Linked DNA regions of Arachis hypogaea: region 1 is linked to region 2. A link is a contact called in public Hi-C data. All regions are on one chromosome and are shown on one strand. The core of a region is the stretch at or near the end of the contact, and the rest is flanking DNA. Distances in the headings are between cores, read along the strand shown.

Region 1 (6,792 bases), core at 12-2,511, 46 kb before region 2:
ACAGGTGTTGCTGGTGTGCTTCACATTGTGCACTCTAGTATATGCAGCAACAGCAGTTTTGGGATACTTAATGTTTGGATCAGAGGTTGAATCAGAAATAACTCTGAACCTTCCAAAAGAAAAACTGAGTTCAAAAGTGGCGATATACACAACTTTGGTTAACCCCATAACCAAATATGCTCTGATGCTAAGGCCAATTGTGGATGCCACAAAAAACGTGCTTCCATCACACTACAACAAAAGGCCAAAGCTCACACATATACTAATTAGTAGCATATTGCTCTTCACCACTGTTGTTGTTGCACTCACTGTTCCATTTTTTGGGTACCTAATGTCCCTTGTTGGTGCATTGTTAAGTGTCTCTGCTTCATTCCTAGTGCCATGTGTTTGCTACTTGAAGATTTCTGGAACTTATGGGAAATTGGGATGTGAAATGATCGTCAATTATTCCATAGTGTTAGTAGGAGTTGCAATTGCAGCATTTGGAACTTACACTTCCCTCTTAGAAATAATTAGGCATTTATAGTTGTAATTCCCCATTTGTACTTTTTTTTTAAAATAAAAAATACTGAGATTACTTACATATATCATGTATCGTAAGTAATCCATTTGGAAGTTTGGTTAAACCATGTGGTCTCCTATTGAATGCACTCGAGATTAATGTAAAATAAATAAATCGAAGAGTAGCATAGGTAGTTATTGTTTTCTTTTTCTTTTTTATTTTTTTTTCCGGGAAGAGAATTTCAATCAATTAGAGGTATTCAAACTGTCAAAAAGACTAAGCTACATATGTTTTTTTCCCTCTGTTGTTGATGCCGATAAATTAATGATTACCCTATAGGGGATCAAAATTCTTTTTAAGGGGTTTGTCGTTAGACTTCAATTACTATTTTTATAAAGCGGGAGTAGAACTTCTAAGGCTTATTTAAGTTGAAGAGTAAGTTCAGTTAATCATTCAAGTTACCTAAGTTATAAATATTTTTTGTTTTGTTTTTTATAGTATGGCATAATTCGACAAACTAAAAACTGATTAATTATAAATTTAAAATTTATTTAAAAATTTATTGTAAATTAATTAATTATTATATGCACAAAATTTAAACTCTTAATACTTGTTTAAATAAATTAATAAATTAATTACTAAATTAATCCAAGATTATTTCAAAGTTACAAATGTTGGTAGAGGCATCTTCCAAACAGGCCAGCTCATCTTCTATTCTATTCCCATCCGTTCTAGTACTATGATTCAACCAAATAGATGGGCCAACGCTACAGTGATGATTTTTTTTTTTCTACATGTGATGAAATTTGCTGTCATACCTTTGGGCATGACACGTTTCCTCTATTTTGCAGAATAGTCAAATAATGATTCAGAAGAGTCGGGTTCGGATTGCTTTATACTTCCGATTTCATCACGTCTAAAGTCATGTGTTAATTCTGACAGTTTTTTTTTTTTTTTTTGGTATCCTGTTTGCTCGGAAGAGAGCCATCTATCTTTAATTCTTTCTATAAGGAATTTTGGGTTACTTTTTCGGAAATCTCCCTTAAGATTTAATCTAAGTAATCGGTCAAATATTGAGTTTTGAGTCGCTGGAATTGAATACTATAAAATAAAGACTGAGGTGAACTTCGTCTTTTAGACTCTTACAAAATTGCTTAAAAAAAGAAAAAGAGAAGAGATGATTATTAGCAACATTTTTAAATATTTTTTATTGTCCATTTTGTAAGTATGGGCTTTAAAGGCCCACTTTTCGTTGGACCGTTTCTTTTTTCTTTTTTCTAAGCCAATTTTTGGATTTTTATTGGAGTTAATGGCAGAATTTGCTATGTCACAAGGAGCTGCACAAAGATTCGAACCTTCATTAAGCTCAAGAGGCTATAGAAAGATAATAGTAGCAGTGTATATGAGTGTATATGGGTATGTGGTGTAAAAAACAAAAAAAAATCTTTTTAGACAGCCGAAACCTAATGGCAGTATCATCTGTCTCACTCCTCAATAAAAAATATAAAACCCATGTTAGTAGCAGGAGTGTTTGTATGAGTGAATGTATGTTGTGTAATGTATAAAACCAAAAAAAAAAAAAAAAGAAAATGTCTTTCCGTAAATTAGATTTTTGGGTTACGAAATAATCTTGAATATGGACAGTAATAGGATATTTTTTATATTGGGGGATTGGACCTATAGTTATTGATGAATAAATAGTCGTGTAATATTGATATAGTATCATTTATTATGTAATATCAGTCAATTTTAACATCATCAATAAAAGAAGTAACGAGCCAATGAGTTATAGCTCAAATGGCATAGGTTGCGGGTTCGAGTCTCCTATCTTTGGTAAAAAATAAAAAATAAAAGAAGTAACGAATAATCAACATGATTAACTTGAAATATTTGAAAAACGAATTTGATTAAAAAAATTTTTTGATAACCAATTCCAAAAACGAATAATTTTTTAAGGATGAATTTGATTACTTATTCATTATTGATGGTTTAGACCTAACCTTTTTTAGGTGGATTTGACAAAATAAGTTGGCCCCAAATTAAGTAAAGGGTGTTGTAATCCTTTTTAATTTAATAAATTTTAGTTTTTTATTTATTATTTTATATCAATGGCTCGAATTTAGAGTTTAACATTTAGAATTTAGAATTTATTATTTAATATTTATGATTTAGAATTTAAGAAACACTAAAATTTTTATTTTTATATTATCATTCACCGGTTTTATTTATATTTATATAAAACTAAATCTATTTTAGATTAAAAATATAGGCATAGTGTTAATATGAATTTCATATGACAGAAAATAATATTCGTGTTGATGCTGATTATTTTTTGCATTGTAAATGTTTTTGTTGTGATTTATTTTGGTATCTTTTTGACAGTACAGTAAGTAAACATACTTAAAGACTTAAAGTACATAATTCTGAGAGTAGGATTTCATGTTGTAAATCTAGGGGTGGATAAATTTGACGGCTGTTTTTTTTTTTTTTTTTTTTTTTTTTTTTTATGGAGAGTATATGGTGTTTGGAATGGAAATGGACATTTTTAGTATATTTATATGTTAATGGACATATCAAATATATAGGATCAATACGTAGAGAACGTGCTAACACAGTATGTGTAAGGCAAGTTGACAACACGTGAAAGGTGTGTTGCTAACATAACAATGTGTGATTCGAGGATACATAACAAGGAGCACACGAGATTCATAAAACTAACAGGAATCCTAGACACCAGCAAACCTTTTCTGAAGGGTGCAAATATTGGAAGCAATAAAGATGGATTGAGTTAGGTAGAATTTAGATACGAAAGATCTGCTACTATTGTGGTATCACTGGTCATGATGAAGGAAACTGTGAGAAAGATACAAAGGATGAGAAAATGGGAGTAAAAAAATCCAAAAAATTGGGAGTATGGTTTAAAATGGACAGTATTGGAGTGAAAATAACAGTCACACAAATAGAAAAGCAGAAAAACAATTAAGAAACTGAGGAGAAGAAGAAACTAAGCCCTCAAAGACTAACCCAGAAAATGATGGAGCAATTATTAAACCTTACAGTAATAGAAAACAAAGAAAAATAATATGTGGGGGATGATAGGAATGAAATGCAGGAGGGTAGCATAATAGAAATCCAAAAAATAGAATCATTGGAAAGTAAGAAAGAAAAAGGAGAGGGGAGGAAAGAAAGCGGAGAATAAAGGAGAAGCACTACTTCGAAGGAAGCAAAGAAAAAAGGCCCCTACGATGGGAGAAGAGAAAATGTATGAAACATAATCCAATAAGAATAATGAAATCTAGAAGTAAATAAAGAGGAATATAGAGAAAAAAAAAAAGAGAAAACACAAGAGATCAAGATGTTGACTGAGTCCACAGACATAAAGGAGAACTCACTAAAAGTTGTAACAAAAACATGGAAAAAAAATGGCAAAGGAGAAAGCAAGTGCAAATAGAAAGCAAAAGGAGAATTAGGATGTATGCACCCACAAAAGAAAGGGCACACGAGCAAGATACAATAGAGATTGATGAACCAGAATACAAAGTGAAGAGAACAATCCCAGAAACAGATTTCACAATGGCAGAGGCTGCAATACAGCCTTGTCGAGTCCCATGAAGATAATTAGTTGGAATTGTCATGGGCTTGGGAACCCATGGGTTGTTCGAGCTTTGACAAAGCTCATCAAACAACAAGGACCCAACCTTGTCTTCCTTATGGAAACAAGAAGAAAAGAAGTAAAAATGGTGCAATTAAGATATAAAAAGGGGGTTAGCAAACATCACTGGAGTGGACTGTGAAGGAGAAGGGAGGCAAAGATCACGGGGTTAGCTGTGATGTGGGATGAAATGATTGATGTGTCAATCAAATCTATATCCATCAATCATATTGATATGGAAGTAGAGATGAAAGAATCAAGACAAGTGTGGAGAGCGACTGGGTTTTATGGCTGTCCAGAGCAAGAGAACAAGCAATCAAGCTAGAACCTTTTGAATAATCTGGGAAGAAACTCAAATAGCCTGTGGATGGTGTTTGGAGACTTTAATCAGATCATGAGACAAACAGAAAAATAAGGGGGCAATCCAGTTACATATGCACAAGTTCAAGGCTTCAGAGATGCAATCCAAACAAACGAGCTTCTTGACCTGGGGTTTGTGGGACACTATTTCATTTGGACAAACGGACAAGCGGGAGAAAATAACATTTAAGAAAGACTCGACCGAGCTATATCAATAATGGAATGGAAAGAAATTTTTTCAAAAATGATTATTCAACATCTTTGTAGATACAAATCAGACGACTTCCCAATCTTAGTTGACCTAACCGGTGAACAGAGAAAGAAAAAGAAGGCTACGTACCGTTTTTGATTTGAAGAGGTTTGGTTATCAAGCGATGAGTGTGAGAGAATTGTTGAAGAGGCTTGGAAGGGCAGCGAAGATCAAATTCAGAAGCGCATAACTCATTGCGAATTTGAATTGGACAGATGAAGGAAAAAGAAATTCGGACATATCCTTAAGAGAATTAGAGCAATGAAGAATCAGTTACAACACCTTAACACATTGAAATTAAAGGAGGCACGATTTTAAAGATCAAACAGACAGAATTAGAATTAGATGAAGCATTTAGATAGGAAGAAATATGATAGGCCAGAGGTCACAGATTAACTGGCTAAAGCACGGAGATAAAAACTCTAAATTTTTTCATCAAAAGGCTTCCCAAAGAAAAGAGAGAAACATGGTCAAATCCATCAAGAATAATGCTGGAATTGTATTTGAAGATAAAGGAAAGTTTGAGGAGGTGATGGTAGGCTACTTTGAAAACCTCTTCACAACGAATGAAGTGGAAAATGTCCATCTTGCCTCGAAAACAGTGTAGGACAGAATCAGAAAAAAAGAGACATACTCAATCAGACTTTCATAGAAAAAGAAGTCTTACAAACACTAAAACAAATGCACCCAATAAAGGCTCCGGGCCCAAATGGTATGCCGGCACTTTTCTATCAAAAAATGTGAAAATTGGTAGGTAAAGAAGTTTCTCATATTATTTTAGAAATTTTAAATAATAATGCTGATCCTTTCCCATTGAATTATACTTATATTTGTATGATACCTAAAGTGAGAATTTCATGACGCACTAGAGATTTCAGGCCAATATCATTGTGTAATGTCATTTTCAAACTTATCACAAAAACTTTGGCAAATAGACTTAAACAGATTTTACCAAAAATTGTAGGAGAATTTCAGAGTGCCTTTGTTCATGATAGGTTGATCACTGATAATGGGTTAATACTTTTTGAAATTTTTTACTTCATGAAAAAGAAAACAATGGATCAAAAAGGGTATGTGGCGATGAAACTGGACATGACTAAGGCGTATGACAGAATAGAATGGAGTGGGTGGTATCTGATTTGAAAATATGTATCCTTTACAATATTTTCGATCCTTCTCAATGGAGTTTCTAGAAGAATTTTCAAACCTTCAAGGGGGCTCCGACAAATAGACCCCCTCTCGCTCTATCTTTTTGTGCTATGTGCAAAAGTTCTATCAAGATTACTAATCAAAGCACAAAACAGTAAGCTCATCAAACGAATCAAGATGGCTACACAAGCTCCGTAAGTAAACCACCTTTTCTTTGCGGATGACAACATTCTTTTTACTAGAATGATAGATCAAGACATACAAGGGATAAAAAAAGTTCTCATTCTCTACTTCGGGACAGAGAATCGATCTAGAAAAATCGGAGATCTCATTCAGCCAAAATGTACCAACTTCCAGACAAATTATGATCCAAGACTGGATGGGAATAAAGGCAGTGAGTCAACACTCTAAGTACTTGAGACTACCTATGTTGGTGAAAATATCCAAGAAAGAGGTTTTCAATTTTATACAGGAGAGAGTTTGGAAGAAGTTCAAAAGATGGAAGGAGAAATACTTGTCAAGGATTAGAAAAGAAATGTTGATTAAAGAAGTTGCTCAAGCAATACCAACCTACATTATGGGTTGTTTTCAAATTCCAAGTGGCCTATGTTAATATTTGGACTCTATGATCAGAAGCTTCTACTAAGGCAGCAAGAACGGGAAAAGAAAAATACACTAGGTAAAATGGGATAAGATGTGCTCAAGCAAGAAAGAAGGAAGGCTCAAATTCAGGGATTTTAAAGTATTTAATCTAGCTCTCCTTGCAAAATAGGCCGGAAACTCATGAAAAAACCTGAATCATTGGTAGCAAGGATCATCAAAGCAAAATACTACCCAAAAACAAACTTCCTAGAAGCACCAATGAGCTATACTCTTAAC
Region 2 (7,657 bases), core at 2,365-4,864:
CACCTTTGAGGGTATGGGCCTGCCCACTGAAAGGGCCCATTACTGACATGTATATAAGGGGGAGACTGGCTCTCCCCCCGAGGTACGTCATATTCACACACCATTTCCTCTCCGCCTGCACATATTCTGACAAGAGCGTCGGGGTGTCTTTGCAGATGGCCCCCCCTCTCCATGCGAAGTGCTCGGGACCTCGCACACCCGGGACCAGGAGACCACGACCAGACGAGCCTCTCCACCATCACAAGCGTTGACCTCAGGGTCCTGACCCAAACCGTCCGGTATCCGATCTATCGAACATAAACATTTGAAAGGAGGAACATCATGTTTCGTTCCGGAAATGGGACCCCCCTCTCCATGATTACAATTTGGTCTCCAAGTCCAAGATAATGAGAGTGGTTACGTTGCACACTATCACTATTACACGTCTATTTCTTTTGAATAACTTTAAAATTAAGATGTAGAAGTATTTCTCATCATTGAAAAAATGAAAGAAAGAAAGAAAGAAAAACAAGTTACGAATTCATAGTCCTTTTTTAATAAGCACAACGAAAAACCATTTTGTTTGAAATTTGAGTTCAAAAAAAAAAATAGTATAATTGCCCTTAACTATTACTACTTCCATGGTGTTCAAAGGATAACTGTAGCGTAAATTAGATTAATTGAGTCATAATTCACAAGTACTTGAATGCATGTCAAGCAAGCATTTTACAAATATAAAAAATAATATTAGCTATTCAATCAAAACTTTATTGAGTAACCGCAAAAGATGACAATGGCGGAGGGTATTAGATAAGATGTAAATGGATCACGGCATCTCACACGGCTTACATGTCTTTAAGCTCAATTATTCAGGCCCAATTGTAAGCACTGAACTCACACAGTGACTTACCTTGTATAAAACTGAAAGGGTCATGCGTTGATGATAACCATAAACCATTGAAAGGATTATGCTTTAACTAATCCATTTCAACACTACTATCAAGTTGAAAAATAGGGACCTTTTATTTATGCAGAAGGAAATATCATACGCTCAAAAGAATCAAATATTGTTTTAACTGGAGACTGCAACAACGTATATTATTACAGTGGAAGCTTTCAATTGTTGCATATTCTTCATTCTTTGATTAACAACCATGCATTGAACGTCATTTCTACACGGCTGTAGCTACTAAAGATGATTCTCAACCTAAGGACTCAATCATGATTTTGTGTGTGTGTGAGAGAGAGAGAGAGAAAGAGAGAGATTGAGAGAGAGAAGGGCAACAAGCTCAAGATGAGAGTCAACTAGTTTGGATGTTGATCATTGGGGAAAAAAAAGGAAAGAAAAAGAATAGGGGAAAACTCTCAGACAATCAAACGGGAACAAGTAGTGTTGGTATACAGACTGAAGTTCATGGTACATCCTAACTAATCCTAACTGAGGACCTAGGTTACAATTCAAAACAAAATTTAACTTATAAGTATGTAGATACCACAAACTGACGGTAACATAACATCAACGCTCTCAAAATGACGGTTTTCTTGGGAGTAAAATGAACTACCATAATCTTTCTCTTACTGTGGGTTAATTTGTCAATCTTTCGGGGACCATTTTGTTAGCAAACTAAACTCTGGAGGCTTAAAGTAGTAGTTTACTCCTTATGTTCTGTTCTATCTGTTTTACTAGAGTTGCTTTCTGAAATTTTCAGAAACAGTTGAACCAAGGTTCAACCTTGTTCCTTGGCAATAGAAGAGTCACAGCTCTTCAGATTTCGGTCATCGTTCCAAGTTTGTCAGTCATTTAATTAGTAGCTATGCCATTCCAAACACTTTCTTATATACAAAGATACCACACCACTTGTAGAAAAATCAAACATATGGATATAACCAAAACTAAAATCAATAGGTTTTAACATGTTTATTAAGGGATAAGGATTAAATTAAAACAATCAAAGCAAATAAATTCCACCTGGCTTCATTAAAGCATGTTTAGAAATCATTGGTAGTTCGTTCCTCAAGAATTACCAAAGATACATCATATAAACATAGCAATGATGTTTCAAATGCAAAACAATCAAAATCACAAAATCACGCAACAACAAAAAAAGGGATAGAAAATAAATAGATAATGGATTTCAAGAAAAGATGCCAAAGATAAAAATTTACAGAACTTCCTTTACCTCTTAATCAAAGAAGTACAATGTTTATATATATGGTCTTAAAAACAAGCACCACTGCATTCGCACCCTCAGTGCCTATACACAACAATTCTTACATTTCCCAAACTACAAAAACTAAGCAAATTTTAAAAAAGAAAAAAAAAATTAGGATCATGGGGAGAATATAGGTGATTCAGCGAAACAAATAGGGCACCTGAGTAATCCATTCTCGTTGCACTTGCCACACGTTCTGAACTCTCCATTCTTCTCCGTATATACCTTCCTGCTACCGTCACACTCGTCGCACAGAACGAACCTCTGACCACCGCACACGTGGCACTCACCTGTATCCGCCTTGGGCAAACCTTCCAGAAGCTGCTTCAGCTCACCGGTCTCGTTCATGCAGATCACCTCCTCTTCTCCCCCAACGTATCTTCCTCCTATGAACACACACGGAAGCTTATTGGGCCCGTCCGGGCCCAATATGTGGCCCAACTCGGTTAGAAAGCTCGAGTCCATTGACACGTCACGCTCGTCAATGGGGACTCGGAAGCCGGTGAGGATCGAGAGGACCGTCCTGCAGGACTTGAACGTGTGCCTCACAACGCGTAGGGACGTGAAGTAGACCACCACACGCTGCTCCGTGCCAGGTATGTAAAGAGGGGCATTTTCGGTATTTTGTTTGGCGGTTTTGTGGTTTTGTGGTTGGAGGTTGGGTTCTGTTTCATGATGATGTTTTTCTTTGCGTCTGGGGGAGGGTAAGGATAAGGCCCTGGCAGGTTTGGGTGGTGGTGGTGGTTGTGGTGGCGGAGGTGGTTGTTGGCGGTGGGGTTGAGTGTGATTTGACCAGGAGCGGACGAGCGAGTTGGCGAGTGTGACTCGGTGGAAGACGGAGGATACTCTTTTGTTGGTTGGCGAGGAACAGAGTTGGGGTTGGGGGGCGTTGATTTGTAATTGGGGAGAATCTTCGAGGCAGAGGGATTCGACGTCCTTGAAGGAGGAACAGGAGAAGAGAGGAGAAGGAGAAAAGGTGGGGGACGATGACGATGAAGAGATCCGGACCGTTGAGTTGTTGCTGCTCCACGATCGCCACATTGAAGTGCGGTTAATGGAAATTTTGGAATATTATTCAATTCAAGGGAAGCTTTTTTGTTTTTAATAAGGTGAATTTTGGGGTGCGGTGTGGCGGTGGAGGTGAAATGGGAAATGGTATGGATGTGATGAGGGTGAATGAGTTTTTGTTGTTATCTATTTTGGGTTGATTGCTTCAAGAAGCAAAAGCGGATGGTGCTTAATTTGCATGCTTGCAAACTTTGGGGAGCTCCTCTGCTTTTTTTATTTTTACTTTTACTGGATAAGAAAGAGAGGGAGAGGGAGAGGGAGAGGGAGAGGTGAGATGGAGTGACAGGATTTTGAAAAAACAAAATTTTGAAAGGAAAATGAAAAGAAAATCTAACTAATCAGTTTCCGGATTTAAGGGCAGAATTTAGGAGAAGGGGCTAGTGTGTTTAAGGTTGACACTTGAGAATTGATATGGTCAAATGTGAGATAAAATTTCGATTTAATTTTGAATTAATCTCTACATACAAACTTTTTTATTATATAAGTTATACAAGTCTTGAAAATCTCTAAGAGCATCTACAATGGTGAGTTCTTCTTTTACTTTTTTCTGACATATAGGAACTCTAACCATTGGAGGAGAGAAGGAATGAGTTTCCGTACGGGTCTCAAGGTGAGGGAGTCTTTCTAAACAGGGACTTAAGTTAACCAATAATAACTTGTCATTTGGCAAATTATTTTAAAAAAATAATAATATAAAATCTGAAATAATTAAATAATTATATTAAATAATGAAATAATAATTAAATTAATAATAATTATAATAAAAATTATATTAAATAATTATATTTTTATTTAATTAATAATTTATATTAATTATTTAAAAATAATTAATTAAATTAAATAATTAAATTTTTATTTAATTAATGATTTATATTAATTATTTATATCATAATTAATATTAAATATTATTTATATTATTATATTAAATTATAATTAATTAAATTTACTTACATTAAAAAATAAATTTAATTTTTACACTTTATAAAATAATTCTTAGTTGAGTTAATTATTTTTATTTTTAAAATTTAAAATGCTAACGATATTATTAAAATTAGCAATTGTAAACACAAAACTATAAATTAGTGTAATCCCGAATTATATATTATGTATTATTATTATATATGAATTTATTTAATATTAATATCTTTTAATAGTGAATTATTTTTAAATTTATAAATTTAAATAATATTATTAAAAAAATTAATTACATTAATTTTAAGTATTTTAATTAATTAATTAAGTGGGACCACAACAGGGACTAAAGTTAGTTCCTCCTAATGGAGAAGAGAGAGATGTTTGAGTTCCTATTTACCGTTTATGACGCAAAAGCTGATGTTGAGTTACTTTTTATGACAGGTAGGCCATAAATAGGGACTGAGATGAGTTCCCTACTGGAGATGGTCTAATTCCTAAAACGCGCCTCTTAAACCATTTCCAGTAGGGAACAGTCCCTATTTATGGCCCACCTGTCATAAAAAGTGACTCCACATTAGATTTTGCGTCATAACCAATAAATATGAACTCAATGAATCTCTCTCTCCTCCATTAGAAGGAACTAATTTTAATCCCTATTGTGGTCCTACCTAATTAATTAATTAAGTAATTAAAATTAATATAATTATTATTTTTTATAATAATATTATTTAAATTTATAATTTCAAAATAATTCAATATTATAAAATATTAAAATAAATAACTTAAATTTGATTAGTATTTTAAATTTTATAAATAAAAATAAATAATCCAACTAAAAATAATTTTATAATATATAAAAATTAAATTTATTTTTTATGTAAAATAAATTTAATTAATTATGATTTAATATAACAATATAAATAATATTTGATATTGATTTAACATAATTATTTATATTAATTATAATTTAATATAACTAATTATTAAATAATTAATATAAATAATTAATTAAATAGATATATAAGTATTTAATATATATATTTAATATATTTTTTATTTTTTTATTAACTTATCACATGGCATGATTTTATTGGTTGTTGCAAGTCCCTGCTTAGAGGGACTCTCAACCTTGATCCCTGTGAAGAGCCTTCTTTCCCTTTTCACTCCAATGGTAATTGAGTCCCATGTGTCAGAAGAGGAACTCTATTTCTTAGCATTGGAGTTGCTCTTATGGCACGTCACGCGCCTCCTTAAGACCATCTCCAGTAGGGAACTCATCCCAGTTCCTGTTTATGGCCCACCTGTCATAAAAAGTAACTCCACATCAGTTTTTGCGTTATAAACAATAAATAGGAACTCAAAGCATCTCTCTCTTCTCCATTAGGAGGAACTAACTTTAGTCCCTATTGTGGTCCCACTTAATTAATTAATTAAAATACTTAAAATTAATATAATTAATTTTTTTCAATAATATTATTTAAATTTATAAATTTAAAAATAATTCATTATTAAAAGATATTAATATTAAATAAATTCATATATAATAATAATACACAATATATAATTCAAGATTATACTAATTTATAGTTTTGTGTTTACAACTGCTAATTTTAATAATATCATTAGCATTTTAAATATTTAAAAATAAAAATAACCAACTCAACTAAAAATTATTTTATAAAGTATAAAAAATAAATTTATTTTTTAGTGTAAGTAAATTTAATTAATATAAATTATTAATTAAATAAAAACTTAATTATTTAATTTAATTAATTATTTAATTAATTATTATTTAAATAATTAATATAAATTATTAATTAAATAAAAATATAATTATTTAATATAATTTTTATTATAATTATTACTAATTTAATTATTATTTAATTATTTCAGATTTTATATTATTATTTTTTTATAATAACTTGCCAAATGGCAAGTTATTATTGGTTAATTTGAGTCCCTGCTTAGAGGGACTCCCTTACCTTGATCCTTGTGCGGGAACTCACTCCTTCTCTCCTCCAATGGTTAGAGTTCCTATATGTTAGAAAAAAGTCAAAGAGGAACTCACCATTAGAGGTGCTCTAACAGATTTTCCAATCAATCAACGCATAAATACATAACTTTCTTTTCCGAAAGGATTTCGTTTCTTTTTTTGAATTTCTTCTGCGTTTTCTTACCTTCTCTCTTCGATCTCTTTCGTGCGTTTTTCTCTCCCTTTTCCTTCTCTGTTTACGTAAGTTTTTCTTTCTGTTCTCTTTCTACGTTTTTTTCGTTTTCCATTGTTTTTGAAATCAAGTTCTGAAATCGTTTTGAAGATAATAGATTATTCAATTTCAGATTATTAGCTAAACCATAGCAAAGTGGATTTTGAATTTGAATTCAATGAAGTTCCTGAGGTGTGGTTTAATTCCAGTTAATAATTGAATCTGAATTTGAATCCAATTAGTAGTTTATGATTGTGTAGCTGAATAATGCGTGAACCTTGTCTATGAAATTTGCTGTTCATTGTTCCTTGTTTGAATTGAATCTAATGTACTAGTTCTAATGAATTTTTTGCATTTTATATCAGGGGTGTAAATCAAGAATATTTGGGTGTATTTCAAGAAAGTTTGGGTGTATTTACAGTTTATGACTTTTCATCTCACTGAGCGTGAATTGTCTTATTATTTTAGTTGAATTGTTTTAGTTTCAGTTTATTGATAATTCATGAATATGATTTTTGTTATTTTTTATAATGGTTTTATAGTTGTATTTGCATTCTATAGTTTATGTCTGTTTTAATATGGTGTATTTTGGGTGTATTTTGCAGTAAATTGTGGTGTTGATGAGCAGTTTGTATCTAAGGTTGGGACGACCTTTAACACCCTTGAAGATGCTGCAAAATTCTACAAGAATTATGCGAAGGCTGCAGGTTTTTCTACAAGAGTTCGGAGTACAAATAAAAAGGGAATCAATTAATTACATGTAGCATAGAGGAAAAATGGAAATTGAAAATATCTTCGACTGAGAAGACAAATCCCTCGACTGGATTTGAAGTAGGAAAATCGAAAATTTTTTTTATTGTTTTGAGTTCAATCAAGTGGTTGAGGTGTGGTTCAATTCAGAAGAAAAAAAATAGCATTAGAGGAAATATTTTTTTGTATTTGCAGCAAATTTGGGTGTAACACGAAGATATTTAGATGTAAGACAAAGATATTTGGGTGTATTTGTAAGAATTTTGGGTGTATTTTTATTCTGATAAGTTCTGCATAAGTTAAAACTCTTCATCTTCCTCCTCCTCATCTTCTGCTTCTTTTTTTTCATCATCATCACTATTTTTTTCTTCTTTTTTCTTTTATTCATCATTTTTTTTGTTTTACCTTCTCAAGTTTCTTTTTATTTTACTCTCTTAATAAGAATAAAAATAAAAAAATCAAATAAAGAAGAAGAAAAAACACATAATGCTGTAAAATTACTTGGAAGATGATGAACTTACATTCATT

What was found. Hi-C and Micro-C count contacts between places; a contact is called where the count stands out from the background.
Region 1: a contact with region 2 is called in a Hi-C map of leaf, with 2.1 times the contacts expected there. The contact joins the enhancer-like site here to the promoter of LOC112765168 in region 2.

Annotation. Positions count from the first base shown.
Region 1 is chr17:25,989,425-25,996,216 of arahy.Tifrunner.gnm2.J5K5, reverse strand. It overlaps LOC112766678 (amino acid transporter AVT1I-like), which reads left to right. Exons shown (of 3, transcript XM_072222618.1): 3 at 5-695. The coding sequence ends at 526. Among protein-coding and RNA genes, the nearest start is that of LOC112767180, 4.4 kb to the right of the region's middle. Within about 2 kb of position 1,261, at least 3 of the 3 cell types and tissues checked have open chromatin away from gene starts, as enhancers often do.
Region 2 is chr17:25,944,948-25,952,604 of arahy.Tifrunner.gnm2.J5K5, reverse strand. It overlaps LOC112765168, which reads right to left and starts at 3,614. Exons shown (of 1, transcript XM_025811046.3): 1 at 2,141-3,614. The coding sequence starts at 3,233. The coding sequence ends at 2,310.